Regions from separate parts of the Gossypium hirsutum genome. Here region 2 is linked to region 1. A link is a contact called in public Hi-C data. All regions are on one chromosome and are shown on one strand. The core of a region is the stretch at or near the end of the contact, and the rest is flanking DNA. Distances in the headings are between cores, read along the strand shown.

The links. A called contact is a pair of places that touch in the nucleus more often than the background predicts.
Region 2: a Hi-C map of leaf shows a contact between it and region 1, with 2.2 times the contacts expected there. The contact joins the enhancer-like site here to the promoter of LOC107946670 in region 1. A contact is called at or near these places in 16 of 34 Hi-C or Micro-C datasets (anther, callus, hypocotyl and 2 more).

Annotation. Positions count from the first base shown.
Region 1 is chrA08:46,967,976-46,974,433 of Gossypium_hirsutum_v2.1, reverse strand. It overlaps LOC107946670 (cytochrome c oxidase subunit 6b-2), which reads right to left and starts at 1,554. Exons shown (of 4, transcript XM_016881094.2): 1 at 1,410-1,554. The coding sequence starts at 1,421. LOC107946677 (a long non-coding RNA gene) reads right to left here. Exons shown (of 3, transcript XR_005899742.1): 2 at 2,713-6,458; 3 at 2,128-2,450.
Region 2 is chrA08:47,165,850-47,172,408 of Gossypium_hirsutum_v2.1, reverse strand. LOC107904758 (a long non-coding RNA gene) reads right to left here. Exons shown (of 4, transcript XR_001686329.2): 4 at 3,564-4,167. Among protein-coding and RNA genes, the nearest start is that of LOC107904758, 6.4 kb to the right of the region's middle. Within about 2 kb of position 4,343, at least 1 of the 9 cell types and tissues checked has an H3K27ac peak or open chromatin away from gene starts, as enhancers often do. A contact at or near this core is called in leaf, where this site is marked.

The DNA.
Region 1 (6,458 bases), core at 305-2,804:
TCCTAAGGTCAAAAGCCTATATGACATTTTCTTGTTATTTTGTTTCACTGTTTACATTTACAACTAGACCCAGATTAACCTCTTTAAACCCAAGAACAGTCATTTATCAAAACTCTACCACTTCCAGAACAAAATTGTGAATTTCCCCACCAAACCATCAATTAATCCTCACAGACAAGGTCCATAATACCAGAACAGCCTCTGAAAGGAAAGCTTTCCAACATCACAAATTCCTTAAACCATAGATAAACCAAAAAAATACATGAAAGTAACTTTATTAAGTTAAAAGTGGACAAACTAGTATTTGATTTTCCTTCTATACATTCCAACATAAAAAAAAAAGATATCAACTATAACTAAAAACACCTTATGTTGACATTGACTTTCTGCTTTTAAATATCTAATTTCTAATTTCCCTTTAGATAATACTTTCAGTGGTATAAATCCACTACAGTCATCCAGTGTTCTTTGACTAATTCAGGATTTATGTTTCTAATGCAATAAATCTTACTACAGTTAAGACTTTTACGGTTAACATATGCTGCCCTAATTAGAAGAATTGGATATCACCAGTGTCTACATTTCTTACGTTTGCAACACATTAATTCATAATGAATAAAAGGTGATGTTTGACTTTGATAATAAGTTAGATTTACTCTATATCTTATCATTCACTGAACAAGGGGCAAAATGGAGGTTTCAAGAGACAGGCTTCTGTATGAAATAAGTAGAGACCATTCAAGTCACCTTTCAAATTATATCCTAGTTTCATATTAAGCGGTGAATTAGTTATTCAAGAAAACTTCACGCCGAATCGCCGGTTTCCTAAAATTATTCCCTCTTCATGATAGATAAAGAGATTCAAGCGGCTAGACTACAATGATCAACAATCTGACATAAAATGTGAAACATAGAAAGACTGTAATATTCTGATTCAATAAACAAATTTTACGAGGAATGCGGAACCTAACGCAATTCTCATCAATGGGGTTTGAGTCCTTGATTTAAACAACCCTTACATTAAGGCACCAAATTTCTAGAGCATTCAGCTTAAAAGTTTATGGGACATACGCATTAAAAGTACCTTCTTTTTTCTTTTTCTTTTTTTTGCCTAAAGCAATAAACTTTCACATTCTTCATATCAAATGACTTCTACAATTCATAGTATTCCACTTCTTGTTCAAGCATTGGCAAGGAATGAGAACATTCACAAATAAAACCTAGAAAATTTATAACAGAGTATTGAAAAATCAAAAGAAGTGACCGATATTAAATTAAATATATTACGAAACAGTGAATAAATTTTTGATCGATCAAGGGAATCGTTAATCAAATTTTGGTTTCTGGAATTTTTTTGGAAAATAGACGGAGAAGCGGGGAAAAAAATAAAGAAAGAAGAAGAAGGTTACCGCGTCTGCCATGACTGATCCGATGAACGAGCAAAGAAGCGAAACCAGATTTTGATCTTTGATGGGCGACTTTAAAATAGGCTTAAAAAACAGTGACCAGTTATTTCTCTCCGGTTCGTTCCATTACCAATAAAAACACGCCACGTTATCAAATAAATACCTATACTGAAATAAATAGGTTAAAATACCTAGAACATCACTGTAATATAAGGACTACATCAAATTAGTTCCTCTATTCTTAAATAGATCAATTTAGTCCCTATACTATTTAAAATAATCAAATAAGTCCAAATTGTAATAAAGTTAACATTTTATGTATAAATATGTCTTAAAAGTATTTTTTACTCAATTGGAATTCAATTCTAAAAACATATTTTATTTATAAAACCATAAAAACTTTAAAAATATTAACTATGTTAAACAATAAATGTTATTTTTTAAATGGTAAATGCTAATTCTATTCCAATTTGGCCTTATTTGATTCTTTTTAATAACACATAGATTAAATTGATCTATTTAATAGTAGAGGGACTAATTTAATTAGATCCCTACAATAGAGAGACCTCTTAGTACAATTTACAGAAATAAATATCTTTGCTAGGTTTGATTTGAGTGTGAAATCCACGCATTGATGTTGATTTAGGTTTCTAATAAATTGAAAAATTAAATACCTAAAAGTTAATATTAAGTTTTTATTATTAAATTTTACAAGTGAATATATATTAAAAAAATTATTTATATATGAATAAAATCACGTATTAAATGTAGTTATGTTTTTTGATAATATAACAGGCCTATTTTACCTAAGGCCCAATAAGACCCAAAATACATCAAAAAAATTACAAAGAAAAACAAAAACAGTCCAATTACAAGGCCCAAATGCCCCAAACCCGAATGGCCCAAAACTTAAAAAAAACTAGCCCAAAATCTTAAAAATTTTCAGAAAAAAAACCCTAGGTGCGGCACACCTAAGTCTACCTAGCCTACCACCGCCACTGTCACACTGCCTCTGCCACCCTTGCTCCACTGCCCCAATTGCACCTGCAGAGAAGCAAAAAAGAAATAATAAGTAGCAATGTAAACAAGTTGCAAGTTGGCTATAAAAAAGCCTCAAGCAAAATGTAACTTTTTTTTATAGAGATTAAATCAAAACACACAATAAATTGAATGCAAAAATACAAAAAGATTCAAAAACAGAATCAATCAAAAGAATACAAAGGTAGCTTTTTATCTTTTTTTTTTTGCTTTTTTATTTTTGTTTTCATTTCAAAAAAGGTAACACATAAAAAAGGAAAAAACATACCCGATTTTAGCCTTTGGAATCGAAAGGTTCCCTTTCTTTTTGGCCATCTCTGGCCATTTTTTTCTAAAAAAGGGACCCCAAATCCGGAATCAGGGGACTGAGAGGAGTAAACAGGTTTTTTTTTTTTAAATTTTTATGGCCATTGCGGATGATGCCACCTTCACCGGTGGTCAGTGGCCAGGGTGGCGACCAATGGCCGGAGCCATGGCCAAAAATGGGGCTGGTTGAGAGAATAGGGGTGAACTTTTTTTGATTTTTTTAAAAAAACAAGGGTGAAATGAATTTTTTTAAAAAAAATTGACTTAAATAGGGGTTTCAAAACGACGTCGTTTTAGCCTATTTTCCCAGACACCAAAACGGAGTCGTTTTAACACAACCTGAGAGCTAGGATCAGCGTTTTTTTTAGCGGAAGGGTTATTTTCGCTTTTTTGACCAATTTCAATTTAATCCTATACTTTGTTTTTCTTTTAATTTTACCCCATAATTTTATTTTTATTTCAATTTGGTCTTCGGACGAATGGTGCCGTTTTAAGGACGCAGAAAAATTCCCCATTTAGTCCATTGTCCCTTACGCGTGTTTTATTTTAGTCCTAATTTTAACCCTTCTTTTTTAAATTTGTCCAATTAAATTTATCTTTTTTCAAATTTTTATTTTTTTAATATTTTTGCTCCTTTATCTTAGTATTTCATTTAGTATTTCATTTAAATATATATATTAATTTCATTCTAGATTCTAATTTATTCCTCGGTAATTTATTTTCAATCTTTTATATTTTTTATTATTTACGTATTTATTTGTTCACTTCCTCTTTTACGATTTATGCCTTTAACTTTATTTTAAATTCCAATTTTATCCTTTATTTTTTTATTTCAATTGTTTATTTTTATTATTTTATTTCTTTAATTATTTCTTTGCCCTTATCTTCTTTTCGTGATGTTCATATTTTCATCGTATTATAGATTTTATTATTGTTATTATTATTGTTATATTTTATTATTTTTCACATTTTTAAATATTTAAACTTAACATTATTTATATCTATTTTACTTATTTATTTATTATTCTATATGCTTTATATACATATTAAAGTTTGTAAAGTTAATATTTTCTTTATAAATATTTGTTGATTCGTGTATTTTCTTACTACTAACATTTACTTATTTATCCATTTGTTTATCATTTGTTTCCTTTATATATATATATATATATAGTTTCATTGTTCAATTCATTTTTTAAACATTTTTATGTTATGTTTGTTTGTTTTATATCATGCATTTCCGTTTTATTGCTTTACTTATTTATCGAGACTTGTTTACCGTTATTGTATTCATCTTTGTAATTATATCATTGTTATTATAATATTTTATTGTATATTGTATATCATTTTAAATATTACATAAATTTTTATCCAAATACGCAAAAAATGAAAATTTCAAAACAATGCAATATTTCACATTTGGGAGATTCGAGAAATCGTACACTAATTTACGGGGTTTCGATTTTCTTGTTTAACTCAAATAACCGAATATTCTTTCAAAATTAAAATGCATAAGATTTCAAATAAAAAATTAAAAGGCAAGCTTATTCTTGAGGTTTAAATGTTGCGTCTTAACTTACGGGATGTGACATTTTGTTATCTCGAGACGAGAGGGTCTTTAATGCTCGTTTCAATTTACTCAAGTATTTTTTTAAATCAATATTAATAAAAAAGGGATCGTATTTTAAATTCTTTCCGAGTTTTCAACTTTCAACATTAAGACATTAATTAATCAATTAGGTACCAATTTTAGACGTTACGAGGGTGCTAATCATTCCTCGCACGTAACCGACTCCCGAACCCGTTTTCTCGAATTTTGTAGATCAAAATCGTTGTTTGAGTAAATCAAAACATTTTATTAAAAAGATTAAATTACGATGTGATCCGATTGCACCTCATAAAAAAAGGATTAGTGACTACTCCCATTTTTCATTTTCATTTTCAAAATAGAAAGTCGACCCTCTTTCAAAAATGGGTTCGACAGACAAAATTAAATTTTGATTTAAAAAAATATTTCTCTTAAATTTAATCTTATTAATATGAGATATATTATTTTATTTTATATAGATAAGGCATATTGCACTTTCAAAAAAAAATGTAATTTTGAATTTTGGAGACAACATTTATAGAAAGGGCAGCCACATATCCCTAAAAAGATTAATATTTATTAATCATAAAACGAATATGAAAGAAACCTTGGTTATACCAAAAATATATAAAATTTTGGATATCTGACTTTTTAATAAATAAAAAATAGATAATTTACTTCAAATATACTTTTTGAAGTAATATCAACTTAACATTTTTAATATTAAGTGATAAATAACAATTTATTTTTTCTGAAATTAGGGTATTCACTGTGAGTCATAGTGACTAATCATTTCACCATGAACTATCTAAAAAGGTAAACGGTTGGCCATAAAATACGTTCTACTCCCATGTGCAGGGATAAAATAACTATCTACATACTTATCTTAATCAACACTTTTTTAAAGAAAATTTTGTAGTAATTAAAAGCCAATAGGAATATCAAATACATTTAAAAAAATTTAATATTAAAAAATTTTGTTTTATTAAGATGAAGATTTTTAGTAATTTATTAAATACACCCTTAATTATAAAAGTTACTTAAATTTTTTAACAAAATATAATATTTATGTGGAGTATTTAAATAAAGCAACTAAATTTCAAATGCTTAAAGAACAAATCCAAAACATATTAGAATTTATTTACAAATACTTTACCACATCATCTATAATTTTATTGTTAAATAAATTTTTGAGAAATATATTTTCAATATAATGATTTTTTTTTCTCTTTCACTCAGATTGTGAATATACATAATCTATTGTTAAAACTATTGTGCACAAATTTTTTTACCATTAAAGTGTAATTTAATATATGGAAATTCTATTATAGAATATGAGTGTGTAAATTATATATTTAGAATATATATATTAATTTAAAACAATATATAATAAATAATGAAATATATAACTTAAAACTAATTAATAATAACATATGAAATATATACAAAATTAAAATAAAAGAATAGATTAAATTGCGAGCGAAATGAAATTTAAACATGTAAATACATCATATTAAGAATACTAAATACATTACACTTGTTTATCATAGTGTAATAGAGTATACATAATAAAATTCAAATGTAAATATTGTAATAAATAAAGTTTTGGTTTAATGGTAAATATTTTATTAATGTAGATAACACAAGTTTAAATCCAATCACATGTAATTTTTTTATTAGATTTTTTAAAAAAATAAAAAGATAAAAATACCCTCGAATAATATAATTTATTTTAATTATAAAAATACATTTTTGTAATAATAATATCCAGAGTGTGTGGGAATGGTTTACCTGGGTTTTCAATCTGGGAACAAATGATCAGTGTCGATTATTTTGCTGTGGGCTTTGGCTTATCTGGTCAAACAGGAACCAGTTGTTATATGAAAGTAAAAACAGAACAAGCAGAGAGATCTCAAGACAAATAATCAGTTATATCTCAGAGTTGCAAGGATTAGAAGAGAAACTACTTATCTCTGATACAGGAAGGGTTTTAGTCATGAAGATCAAAGGATGTGCGTAGTCATTTTTTTTGATGCAGCTTTTGACAAACAACTTTCCAGATCCGCCTCGGGGCTGATAGTTCGAGACATGCGAGGGGATATTTTAGCATCAAAATCGGT
Region 2 (6,559 bases), core at 3,094-5,593, 200 kb before region 1:
AGACGATGAAGCAACGATTTTCACTTCAACGGCTTGATTCGAGGTTATGGTCATTTTCGGTAAGCGATAAGTCAATTTTACGCAGTTTAGTAATCGTATTAGACTTGTGAATTGGTTGCTAAAAGGTGTGGGATACTCTATTTTTAGGTTTCAATAGGCTCAAGAGTAGTTTCACATCAAACCGATACCAGGTGTGCTCCTAAAATGCGAAAAACGAGGTTTTGGTGAGAGCCAAAATTGCCTACTATCGACGCCACACAAGCATGTGGTCACCCATGTGGTAGGCCATGTGCGAGACACGGTCGTGTGTCTGACGAAGGGCGACCGTGCGTAAGACACAACTGTGTGGTGAAGTAGTGTGGCCGTGTGGGTTTTGGGCTAGGCCGTGTGGGCCACACGGGCAAGGCCAATCTGGGCGTGCTAGCCTTCATAGGCATGTAGGCCCATAATTTTGAAAATTTTCCTAAGGTTGTACGAGTCGTTCCGATCGACTGTGGGCCTACCGTAGGGTTGGTAACGGCTACCAAAACCCTAAAACTATATGATCTGATAGTTTTACGTTCTGGTCTGAGTATGATACTGCTATGTATGTCTGTTTAGGCCGATATATGTATATGTTTAATATCACTATATATGAACATGTAAGCATGATTATTCTGATTATGTATATCTGATTGGGATGGGATTTGTATATGTGGAGGAAGTGTTCTGTATGACGTTTATCTCCTATCATCTGGTAGCTTGGCTACATATTATCTTATATGTGTCATAATGGCACGATATGGTGTGTAGGGATGGGTGGATTTTTTTAACCCCACATAGTGTGATGGGATGACCGGAGCTGGTGTGTAGAGGATGGGGATAGGATTTTGCATATCTATTTCTGTTATCTGAATCTGAATCTGAATCTGAATCTGTATCTGTATCTGTATCTGACTGTGTGTGGGGTTCTGTATGTTTGCATGTCAAATTCTACTAGGTTACACACTGAGTTTATGAAAACTCACATATGTTTGTCTGTTCTGTTCAGGTAATCCACAGACTTAGGCGGATCGGTGCGATAGAGACCTAGCGGTGACCACTCGACCGTAAACTATTTAAAGTTATTAATTTATGGTTTTTATATTAAATTCTAGATTTATTGAGAGTATGTAATTTCTAGGACTCTTTGGACTGTACAGATTTTTAACTGTTGATTTTGCTTTTGTTTGTTTGATAATTTGCATGCTTCGACAAAACGTTTCTGAAAACGACGGTTATTATGCAAACAAAGGTTTTCCAAACTTTACTAGTGGTATTTCAAATAAAAATAACGTTTTCTAAAAACTTCCACTGTAAATTATGTTTTGGCAAATAAATTAACTGGATAACATTTTCTGTAACAATTATATAAATGAATATGGGCTAATAAGCTATAATATTTAACGAAACGTATCCGTTTTCAAAACTCATTCTTTGTGACATCTCCATATTTGACCATAACGTCTAGGCCGGATTTGGGGTCTTACAGAATGAATAAAATTATTCATTCTTCTCTTTTTATAATCATAAAATAATATAAAAATATCTTATAATAATAATTTTAATCCAATGACTAATATTTCATCTCATTTTTCACCAAAATACAAGTGCTCATATTGACCTAACATTTCATAAATTAATAATTATAATAAAGATATTTATCTTTGATCTAATGGCCCGTATTAAATCCTTAATTACTAAGCAAATCCAATGACTCAATTCAATACACATGTCCAAGGATGTTTTGGTAATTTTACTCGAAAGTTATCTCACTTGTAAAATGACAATTTTGCCTTTAAAAATCTTTAATATTTATAATTAAGCCATTCCAAATTTTTGTATAATTACAACTTTGGTCCTTCAACTTTTTCATACTTTTTATTTTTCCTTCAAGTTTTGAATATTTATAATTTGACCCTTTACTTTTCACTTTTTTATAATTTAGTCCATACCTCGAATTAATATGTCTTAACACACTAATTGTTTCAACTTCTTTAAGCATCCATCAACCTTCTCTACTATCATTGACATGCTTTATTTCATTTAATCGAGAAATCCACTATGCACATTTTCAATTTAGTACTACTTATATAGCATAGTGGTTTTAGGGGTGTTAACACAATTTAAAAATTTGGCCCAAAATCGAAGTTCCTGACACTGACTAGAATATGGTCATTACAACTTGAATGCTATTTGAGATTTGGATTATCTTTATGGTTCAATTATCTAACTTACATTTCTTGTTTATATTGAGTTGATGCTTTCTATCTTTTATATTTATCTCCTTAATTCCATAATGTACTAAACGCTTATTGTGGTTAGGTCTTGCCTGAGGTTAATCAGTTAAGTACTCAATCTACAAGATCTGCATATATTTACAATTGTTTGGTTGATTATTGAATTGAGTGTAGCTCTATTGAATTGGATTGACCCTCGTTCAATGTTATGCCTAAGTGAAAATCCGTGAGGACCATAAAGAATAATCAAACATGAAAAAGAAACATTCAGAAGGATCCATACTAAGGAAAGTTGCAACGTTGCCATTAGGAGTGAAGGTCTCCTATGACCAAGATGCTCAATGTACCATTAGGAGTGAAGGTCTCCTATGACTAAGATGCTCAATGTATTTCGGCTTATCTAATTGTATGACAATAAAAGTACAAGCAAAGGCATGAGTACCTTGTCCACTAGAAGGGACTACTTGACAACGAGGCCAATTGGGAACCAGTTGAGGCATTATGATAGTTCTAAGATAAGATATACTAGTCCCATTTTGTATATACCATAAGGGTGTCACTAGAACAGCTAGAAAAGAATGCCACTACTCTCGTACAAAAGCCCATAACTGAGGCATGCACCACTGACCTAAGTTGTACTTATAGGTAAATTTGGGCGTATTTTGACTTATCAGGACTAGCCTAATATTGGAATATTTTCTAGCCCGTCTATTTAAAGCTTAGTGACTCCATAAACACTCTCGTAACTTGTAATTTACTAGGTTATTTGAATTCTAAATATGAAGATGATAAAGAGTCTATATATTTTAATTCATTGATGTAATTTAATTTCTATTATTGATTTAAAGTGGACTCAACTATAAATAAAGGTCTCCCCCAACATCATTTGTGCCATTCATTATTAACTTATTTGATACACTAAGACAATTTACTCTAGCTTTGTTGAGTGCTCTTATTTTTCTTCACTCTTTCGCCTTAGTAGCTTTTTAGCTTCAGTGTCATTGAACATTCTTTAGGATTCTCAAATTAAATGTTCAGTTTGACTCAAGCAATTTGAAGTGAATTCTCAACTTAAGACTGTGCAGTTAGCTCGATTAAAATCAAAACACCTAACACCAATAAGAGGTGGTAGAGTTGTGCACTATTATGATACTTTGAATAACATTGCTAAGGGTTGAGCGAGATTGCAAGGACACATGACCTATGTGCACTCTTAGTTTTTTTTTTTTATCTTTCAATTTTTGTATTTGTTATATGTATTTTGTATTTTAAATAAAAAATAAAACAAAAAATAACAATAGAATAGATAATTATAAAACTTTAAATTAATGGGCCATAAAACCCAAAACAATGAAAATAAAATTGCAAAATTGATAGAACGAGTTCAATAAACGTATCAGGCCCAAACCAAAGACTATCCCAAAACATGATTAATTCCAACATATGAAATATTTTATGGGCTTTGGATTTCAATAATTAAAATCAAGTTTAGTGGGCATATCGTATTCCAAAATAGCACATCAAATATGGATGGAATACTGTATCTACAAAGCAAATCGACTTCTTCTTCTTCTTTAAATCGTTCATATTATCTTGCCGTGGAAATGGAAGTGGAGAAACATTATTACACCTATGGAGGTGTGATGCTTGGGAAATTTCCTCAGCTTCGTGCTTATTGACATTTTGCCTTCTATTTGTGTTCTAAGCATCCTCGTGTTGTTCCATCATCTTCATTCGTCATTGCAACCCTTCAATTTACCCTCTTATTGTATTGAACTCTTGGAAAGTATGATCTCTTTCTCTCGCATTGAACATTGAGTAGGATACACCCAACTGTTTAAAGATCTTTTTTTCTTTTTTAGACTTTATTGAGACCAAACATGGGCTGGGTTCGGATAGATTGTTTTGCCTGTTTGAAACAAAAAAAAATTAAAAGATAAATTCTATAATAAATATTATACATAAGTTTAAAATGGATGAAAAATTAAAAAAAAATCTACTTTATTATGTAAATATTAGTTTAGACCTAGTAAGATAAACATCTTAGCCGATCCATAAATAACCCTACCCAGTCCATGAATAGATTTATAAGGGACCAAGCCACAACGCCCACTCACGAAAGTCCTACGTATTCTTACTTAAGATTAGAAGCAACAATCATTATCAGGTACATTCATTTTGTTCCATGGCCTAAAATTTGTAGCAATTTTCAGTGGGTCAAATTTTTTAGAGAACCTTTTTATTTTACTTTTTTTATTATAAATTGATATTTTTATTTTTATTTACTTTTCTAAATATATAGTTTTAGTCATTTGGCCAACAATTTTTCCAAATTTCGTCAAAAACTCAGCTTATATATATATTTTAAAAATGATGATGATGTCACAGCTTGACTCTTTTATATAGTTGGGCAAATCTATCTTCTTCTTCTTCTTTTATAATTTTAAATGGTAAATTATTGAAATGGTCACTTGATTAAAGTTAAGATTATATTTGGGTTAACCAATATTCAAAAGTTATATATATAATGGTCACCAGTATTATTATATTATTATATTTTTTCACTCATCCATTAATTTTCATTACCCCTTAACAAAATGATAGTATGGTGCATTAACTCAATGGTTAATAATTAATTTAGCCTTTACACTATAACTAAAATATTAAATAAAATTTATTGTATTTAATAATTAAAATATATTAAATTAATTCATATTATTATTTTTAAAATTAAGCGGTTTAAAAATAATATAAGTAAGAAATTAAACTAAAGTATTTGACAAATAATATATTAAAAAATATATGTAATATTAAAGTAATTTTTATATTGTACTAAAATTAATATACATTGATATTAAACCTATACATATAGATCAAAATATAAATCTTAAGCAAATTATAGATTATGGAAATTTAAAGGTGAATATCTTCTCCATAAAAGCATTTTAAAAGTTCAATATTCATAAATGAAAATTTGGCGAAAAAATTATTCCATATATCAATTATGGAATTAAAATTTTATTACTTTTTTTTTCAGAGATAAGGTAAACAAAAATAATAATAAGTAAATGTTAACCTTCATTATTTTAATTAATTTAGTAAAATATACCTATAAGAGTTTTTGTCATCATTATAGGATTCTATCAAAGGCTTTTACTATAATATACTATTATATTAGCTTGTTACCCATGGGATGCATTTTATTTATTTAATATATACACAAAAATTTTAATTACTTAAAATATTAATAAATAATAAAATAATTATCTTATAATTTAATATTATTATTAATAAATTTTAATACAACAAAAAGACATTATAAATATTATTAAATCTTAATTTAAGTATACCAACATATTTAAATATAACTTAATAATAAAAAAGAAATATATATATAAATAACCATATAAATAAAAGGTTAAACTACCAAAATTGTCATTTTTATTTGCCTCGGGTTGCATTTTAGTTATTTTTGTTTGAAATGTTATGTTTTAGTCACTTACGTTATTGTGTTGTAACATTTTAGTCACTGAGTCGTTAATTACCATTAACAGTATAACAGTATGCTTACGTGGCATGTTAAATTATCATTTCAAATGAAAATTTTTGGTTAAATTCTACAATTGGTCACTATATTTTGTTCATTTTGAGCAATTTAAATTTTTTTCTTTTATGTTCTTTTAACTTTCTTTTTTTTTCTTCATTTTCCATTCTCTTTTGCTTCTCCCTCTATTTTCCTCCCTTCTCCATTTCATTTAATGTAGTTTTTCTATGTTTTTCATTTGTTAAAACTAGTTCGCAAACTTGTCTCACTCAAAAAATTAAATTGTTCAAAAAACTAAAAGTATAGGGGACTAGTTTTAACAAATGGAAAACATAGAAAAACTACGTTAAAAGAAATGGAGAATGAAGGAAAATAGATGGAGAAATAGAAAAGAATGGAAAATAAAGAAAAAAAGAAAGAAAGTTAAAAGCACATAAAATAAAAAAGTAAATTGCTTAAAACGAAAAAATACAGGGACCGATTGTATAAATTAACCTAAAATTTTTGTTTAAAATGATGATTTAACGTGCCACATTAGCTTACCGTTACACCATTAAAAATTCAGTGACTAAAATGTTAAAATACGATAACGCAAGTGACTAAAATATTACAATGCGATAACGTAATTAACTAAAATGTAGCCTGAGGTAAACAAAAGTGACTAATAATTTATGATTATTTGCTTTTAAAATTTTAATAATAAGCTATTATTTATTAAATATAAAAGAAATAGGTACAATTTTGAAACAATTTAAAA